Linked DNA regions of Mus musculus: region 2 is linked to region 1. The links are chromatin contacts, called in public HiChIP or PLAC-seq maps. All regions are on one chromosome and are shown on one strand. Each heading gives the region's core, a stretch centred on a gene start, on an enhancer-like site or on the middle of the called end of the contact. The rest is flanking DNA. Distances are from core to core; before and after follow the strand shown. Region 1 has its middle 35 kb from the start of 4930402K13Rik. Region 2 holds the start of Lancl3 (LanC lantibiotic synthetase component C-like 3 (bacterial)).

Evidence for each region. HiChIP or PLAC-seq counts read pairs in DNA pulled down with a chosen protein or histone mark.
Region 2: a contact with region 1 is called in a BATF HiChIP or PLAC-seq map of CD8 T cells, with 28 read pairs. The contact joins the promoter of Lancl3 here to the enhancer-like site in region 1. A contact is called at or near these places in 5 of 39 promoter capture datasets (the 3T3-L1 cell line, HPC-7-derived erythroid cells and liver), 1 of 15 datasets of contacts at CTCF or cohesin (CD8 T cells), 49 of 484 Hi-C or Micro-C datasets (the AML12 cell line, B cells, the BV-2 cell line and 28 more) and 8 of 115 datasets of contacts at active chromatin or transcription factors (CD8 T cells, effector CD8 T cells, embryonic fibroblasts and 5 more).

Annotation. Positions count from the first base shown.
Region 1 is chrX:9,138,007-9,141,446 of GRCm38.p6, forward strand. No RefSeq gene overlaps it. Among named protein-coding and RNA genes, the nearest start is that of 4930402K13Rik, 35 kb to the left of the region's middle. Within about 2 kb of position 1,710, at least 17 of the 459 cell types and tissues checked have an H3K27ac peak or open chromatin away from gene starts, as enhancers often do. A contact at or near this core is called in CD8 T cells, the HL-1 cell line, Th1 cells and 2 more, where this site is marked.
Region 2 is chrX:9,198,386-9,201,825 of GRCm38.p6, forward strand. Lancl3 (LanC lantibiotic synthetase component C-like 3 (bacterial)) reads left to right here and starts at 1,588. Exons shown (of 5, transcript NM_173414.3): 1 at 1,588-2,417. The coding sequence starts at 1,845.

The DNA.
Region 1 (3,440 bases), core at 460-2,959:
TTTTTCAGCAGGTGAAGAAAGACTCTTATTAAGGGTGAGGAAACATAGATACAAAGTAGGCACACAGAGAGAAATACCCTCCACAAAGTAGAGAAGGGTCTCAAGAACTGAAAACCTGGTTGGTCTCTCCTTCAGGGTTGTGGATTTACATATCTTTAAGGGTGTCTTTCTCTTCCAATTCAGGCATTGTTAGTTTGAACAAAGACAGTTTGAACAAGACAGATAGGTCCATGAGTTTGGGATTACACATACTGTTCTGGCCTTGAACTTGTGAGAAAGGTCCATAGCTGGCGGTCCCTACTGGTGGGGGGAAAAGCCTGTCAAAGGTTTCATATTAAGTTTCCAGGCTTTTGTCTCTGGTGAGGAGGGTGAATGCAATGCCCGTGATCTTGGCAGTTCATCATCTTTGTTATCTACTTATGCTCTCTCTCCTCATCTGTGTGCCTATCAGGAAATCTATCTCACTATTGGTTCTTATTCTGCCCTCTCAGAGGTCACACTAACTACTGTTGGGGGTTGTAGGCTACTCTATTTTCAAACTGGTAAAGGGGACTGAGGTTGAAGGGACAGCAGCTGGAGTGACTTGGGAGAGGGTTGATGTAAGAGGCAATGGTAAGACTTAACAGATCCAGGCAAAGATCCAGAACATAAGAAAGCCATTATGAGAGTATGTATCCTTGAGGCATGCTTTGTGAGTAAAGAAGCATCTAGAATTCTTTTCACCTTACTAAACAACATTTAAATTAATCATCCTGTTAAGAATTTTCCTCACTGACAGTCAGATTTTAAGGTACCAGTTTTGCGCCAATGCCTGTCTTTGGAAAGTGCTTTGTACACAGCTCTTGTTGCAGTGTTGGAGTTGATGACTTTTGCTTCCCTCCTGGACACCCCACTTTCCCTATATATCTACTTATAGCACCAATTATAATGTCAGGTCTAATGGTCAACGCTCCATCCAGAGAAACTTTGATTACTCAGGATATAAACTGAAACTTCAGCAGACAATGACTTGTACCTATATTACCATAGATCTCTTACTTGAAGGGTCTACCTCTGACTTATAACATTTTCTGGCTATGGAAGAATGCTAGAGCAACTTAGGTGTTAAGCCAAGAAATGTCAGTATGATGACATTTGGAGACGGAGCTTTGGGTACTGATTAGGTCATGAGTGTCTCTGTGAGACAGGAAAGAGCTTAATGCCTTTCACTTTATTTTCTGTTATACAAAGATAAAGCAAGTGTACTTTCATCACCAAACCAGGAAACATTCTGTCTGAAAACCAAGCACAATGGCACCCTGATCTCTGACTTCCACCTTTCAGAAATGTGAGGAATGAATTTGTTATGTAAGCCACTTATTCTATGGTAATTGGTTAGGACCTGCCCCCCCCCCCACACACACATAAACACTCAATCAAATAAGCACTTTAGGCTGCCTTGTCTGCCCTTGTGTGCCAGGGTGGGGGTGGCACCCTCTCAGAGGAAAAGGGGAGGGGGGAGGGAGAGGAGGATTGTAGGCAGGGGTAATGGGGTGGGGCAGTGAGTACGTTGTAAAGTGAATCAACAGAAAATTGAAAAAAACAACAACAAATAAGCTACTTATATCCAAATCCTTTTCTTGGGATCTATTTTTAGGATAACTCACACTCACACATCACCCCCAGGTCTAGCAGACTCATTTTTCTCAGGAAATGAGAAGAGCGGCTGAGTCAGAGAGAAAACAGACAGGAAGTCAATGTGTAGGGTGAAATGACAGAAAGTAATAGAAATGACTCAGTCTAGGCAAGTTTTTGATAAAGAATCCCTTTCTAGCTCAAAGCCCTATGAGGCCCAAGGATTTATTTCATCTGTGAGCTCCGATTCCACACACATGAGCTTGATCATCGCCAGTTCAAGTATGTTATTGTCACTTGCTTTGAAGCTAACTTCTATTGACTCAACCAGAAGACTGAATTCTCTAAGGACACTCTAATTTCTAATTGAGAACCTAAGGCAGCTAGCGAGTTCTTCACTAATAAAAGCCCTTTCCAATCATGACACTCTAAACTGTGTGAGGCACTCTATACCCAACAGGAATTCCTCACTAAATCCCTTTGAAGTTTGAAAAGCAGATCTGGAAATGTTTGTAAACAGACTGCTTCCTATAATTTCACCCTATTATTCCTAGGTTTGGACCAGCTCCCAAGGCGGTTGGAATTTCCTATTTGTTCCTTTTCCTAAGTTCCTATTCCTAAGGCTTTGTATGTGTTTTGTGACTTGACCTTTCTTTTTCTATTCTAGTATAAAATGAATATTCCCACCAACCCAAAGAAACTTCAAACAAACAAACAAACCTGTATTCTTGATTGGTTGGAGAAAGATCAGCGGGTAGGGGCACACACAGAGCAAGTAAGAACTTCACTGGAGTAGGCTGACTCCCCTGAGGCAGATAGCTATAGCCCTGTGTTTCACTTAGTTGTAGTACTGGAGATTAAACTCAAGACTGGCGCCAAGGAATCTAATACTGAACTATATCCCTATACCTCTTTTTGTTTTAAGAAAATGTTTCACTGAGTTGCTCAGACTGGCTTTGAACTCCTTCTGTAGTTCAGGCAGGACTGGAACTTGTGATCCTTCCACCTCAACCTTCCTATGAGGTGGCATTACAAGTCTGCCTGCCCAGTACAACTTTGTCTTTCAAGTTTAGACCTCATCTACTTAGTTACCTCAGCATAAGAAAGGGCAAGACAGTGGAACCGTAGACAAAGCCTTTGGAAATAAATTCCTGGCAGTCACTATTATTGCCTGTCATATGAGCAAACACATTTGAATTTGGTAAACAACTGTCCTTGAAACTTATCAATAATTCTCTCTGGTTCTGATGGCATCTGACTCATGTGATTTAGATTTTGAGGTAATATTCTGTGAGTCCTTGTAGGGAAAAGAATAGCTACATAATAATTACTTACTAAAAAAGACAATTGGGATCCTTCAAATATTTATATCATATAAATATTGCATACTATAATATCTGGAGAGAAACAGAGGCCTAAAGGAACTTCAAAAGCTGAGGTTTAAACTACATTGCATTCTATAAGAACTTAAACCACAGTTTATGCCCAAGGTCTAGGTAAATAGATCAGGTCTACAGTAGTTGGAGCAATCGCCTTCCATGTAGACTTCTTTGCTTTTCATGTTCTGCTAAAATTATCCTACAAAAACACCTGGAAGACTCTACTTAAACAAATGTTAAAACTATCATTGCAACTTCTAGACAAACCAGCATGGTGTGCCACCTAATGTGATGTTTGAGACAGACACAAAAGCATTTATATCATAATTATGTCAGAAGAGTACATAATTCAAATCTAATCACAGTAAAATATAATACAACCATGCAAGAGACAGTCTACAAAACAATTGGCTTGTACTCAACAAGAACGTCTATGATAGGAAAGAA
Region 2 (3,440 bases), core at 338-2,837, 60 kb after region 1:
ATTTTGTGTGTATAAGTATTTGCCTACCTGTAGATAAGTATACTACGCGTGTGTCCAGCATTCCCAAAGGCCAGAAGAGGGTGTTGGATCCCCCAGAACTGGAGTAAGACAGTTATGTGTCACTATGTGGGTGCTGGGTACTGAACCCAGAACCTTTGAAGGAGCAGCAAATGCTCTTATCTGCTGACCAAACTCTCCCAGTCCTGATTCCCTCCTTATCTGATATATAGGTGCAGCCATGTAGCAAACTTCCTGTAACTTTTCATCCTTAGGATGAACAGAGAGCATCTAGCACCAGCTGCCAACTAAGATGGACAGGGGCCTAGTTCCTCCTGCTAAATCGTGATTCTCTAATGAGCTCTAAACACACCTCAGATTGAAAATGGATCATTATGATTTATTTCATACATTGCAATCATTGACACTTTCGTGGCAAATATGCTCCCAACAGCAGTGATCTTTAAAACAAGTGAAGTAGTTTTCTGTACAGAGTGCCAAAAACTTTCCTATGAACAACTTACACTTGTGTTTTCAGTTTCTCAAAATACAAATACCTCTTCAGCCTTCAATAGTCAATACTTTTTGGAAGGAAGAATTATTTTAAAAGACCTAAACATAAGAAAGAAAAGTAGCATATGTGTTTTGTTTTCTGTCTTTTCCACTCAGGTGGAACCTTAAGCAGTCTGGGAACTTGTGTAGTTACTGTCTTATTAAGTTTCAAAGCACAAAGGAGAGCAGAATGGGAATAATCTCTGTGAAGGATAAACAGGAGGGACAGCTTTATCCGTGTACTAACTAGCTAATGATCTAAAGATGTCTATTAGTCTCTTTCTAATTCCATGAGGGATCAGTGAAAGAAGAGAGCAGGGGTAGGTGGAGGTAGGGGAGTTGCCACTCTCTTCCAAAATGTAGTGTGGTTCTTTGGGTTTTTAATTCCTGTGTACGCCAAGCAAAATAATAGAGTAGGCGACAAACACCAAGAACTTCTTCTTCCTTTAAAAACATAAAGCATGCTACCCCCCCCCCCCTCCACACACACACAGTGCTGCTGCTCTTGATACTGAGACACTTTGAATGAAAACGCCACTGTGACCGAGCTTGAAAGATGATGCCCAGTTGTCAATTATCTGGGACTTTAGTCTAGTTCAGAGGCGTCACAAACTTAACTGAAGATGCTTATAACCTAGGGCTCTTGGTATATACTCTGACTTTCTATTCAGTTAAGTCTGAGACGAAACACCCGGTGCTGCGTTGGTCTTTTTTCTTTTTCTTTTAATGCCGCTTCCAGGTGCTGCTGGCACCGAACTGAGGCAAAGACTCTGAGGACACAGGGGACTGGAAGTCATCACCTCTGCTGCCAGGTGTGCTAACGGCCAGCCTCAGCATTCCTGATCCGTGCCCTGCACGTCCCAGGCCTTCTGCAGGGAGGGGAGGAGCCGAGGGCGGAGCGGGAGGAGTGGCGCGGCCCCGCGTGGGTCCTGCCTGAGGAGATCACCTCGGCCCCTTGGAGAGCCTCAGAGCTGCGGCAGCGCAAGAGGGGGCGGTTTGGAGAGGGCGCGGCCTCTGGGAGGGGAACGTGTGACACGCATTCCTAGCTCTGCCTCGGGCCACCCCGGAGCCTCGCGGCAGCTCGTTGTCCCACTTGGCCACTGGCTCCGTGATCCCTCCTTGCGCCTGCCTCGTCTTGTCACCTCCCGTCTCACCCTCCTCGCTCCATCCTCCACCACCTCATCCACAGCCATCTGAGCGAGCGCGCCTCTGAGAGCAGGAGGTACTGCTCCGGGCTTCAGGGCGCGCCCTCCAAAGGTGCCCAGCTCGACATTCGGGACCCCGCGGGCGACAGCATGGACACCAAGCGCTGCTTCGCCAACCGCTTCGATGACTACCAGGGCAGCCTGCTGGCGGGCCAGTGCGAGGAGGCAGTGGCGCCCTTGGTCACCTCCACCATCGAACGCATTCTTCAGGAGCTGCCCCCGCTGGGGGGCGGCGCTGAGGCTCGGGGGGCGACAGGCGCGGGCAGCAGCTGCCAGGGGGGTCTGTACAGCGGCGTGGCCGGGGTGGCCTACATGCTCTACCACGTCTCCCAGAGCCCGCTCTTCGCCGCCGCCCGGGAGCGCTACCTGCGCTTCGCCAAGCGCCTCATCGACGCGTGCCTCCGCGCCGAGGAGTGGGGCGAGACGGACGCGGACACCCGTGCTGCCTTTCTGCTCGGGGGCGCGGGCGTGTATGCGGTGGCCACGCTGGTCTACCACGCCCTGGGCCGCCCCGACTACGTGCAGCCCCTCGGCAAGTTCCGGGCTCTGTGCGCCGTCTGCGCGCCGGTCTCCTTCCTGGACTGTGGCTCCGACGAGCTGTTCGTGGGTCGCGCCGGCTACCTGTGCGCCGCGCTCGTGCTCAAGCAGAAGCTCGCCCAGGAGGTAAGACGCAATCCCGGCCGCCGGAGGGCGCTCGCCCGCTGCCCGCGCCCGCGCCCGCGGGGTCCTGCTTGCCTGGACTCCTCGACGCCTGCAGCACCGCCCTGCACTCTTTGTTACTTCTTTGTTACTTCTTTGTGCGCTGTGCTTGTCCCCCCCCCCCCCAGCCCGTGTTTTCTCTCTCTCTCTCTCTCTCTCTCTCTCTCTCTCTCTCTCTCTCTCTCTCTCTCTCCCTCTCCCTTCCTTCCTCCCTCCCTCCCTCCCTCCTTCTCTCCTTCTCTCCCTCCCCCCTCTCCCTTTCTTTTTCTCTCTTCCCCCCCCCCCTTTTGTTGGATTACCTGGCATTGCCTTACTCCTGTTTTGTGTTGTTTTGTTTTGTTTTTTGCAGTGAAGTTTGTGGCATCACTCCAGATCCCTCTTCGCCCCATAGCTTTTTAGGGGTTGACCTTGTGGCCCTTAAAAGTGAGTGTTTAAAAACAAGGGGGGAGGGTAGTTATTTTCTTTCTGTTGAACAGTGCTAGCAAGAATGCCCTTGAACATTAGAGTCTTTAAAAAGTAATGAAACTTGTAGGGAGTGATGTGCAGGAAAGTTGCTTTTGGACTCCTGGGCCTGTAACCAATAGTAAGCTGGCTGTGTATAGGTCTGATGTGTATACTGTATTATTTACTATTACATTCACCCTGTGACTCATAATACATGTGTATCTGATGCGAGTGTGGTCTTTTAAAATAACTAAGTGTAGACAAAAATATACTCAGTTTGATCAAATGCGTTTTTTAAACCCATCTTAATATCAGTACTTAGCTTGACCCTTTGGTCACAGCCCTTGTGACAGGCAGCTTTAGATGAATAGCTTTTTCAGGGGCTCCTTCAAGACAGTTTAATCTCTCTCTCTCTCTCCACACACACACACACACACAATGTTTTTTTTTTTTTCAGAATTGCCTTTGGATATAGGATGCCAATATTAGGAAAATCCGTGGCGTTGAGGGAATTAAAATATAAATAAATAAAGCTATGAAGCA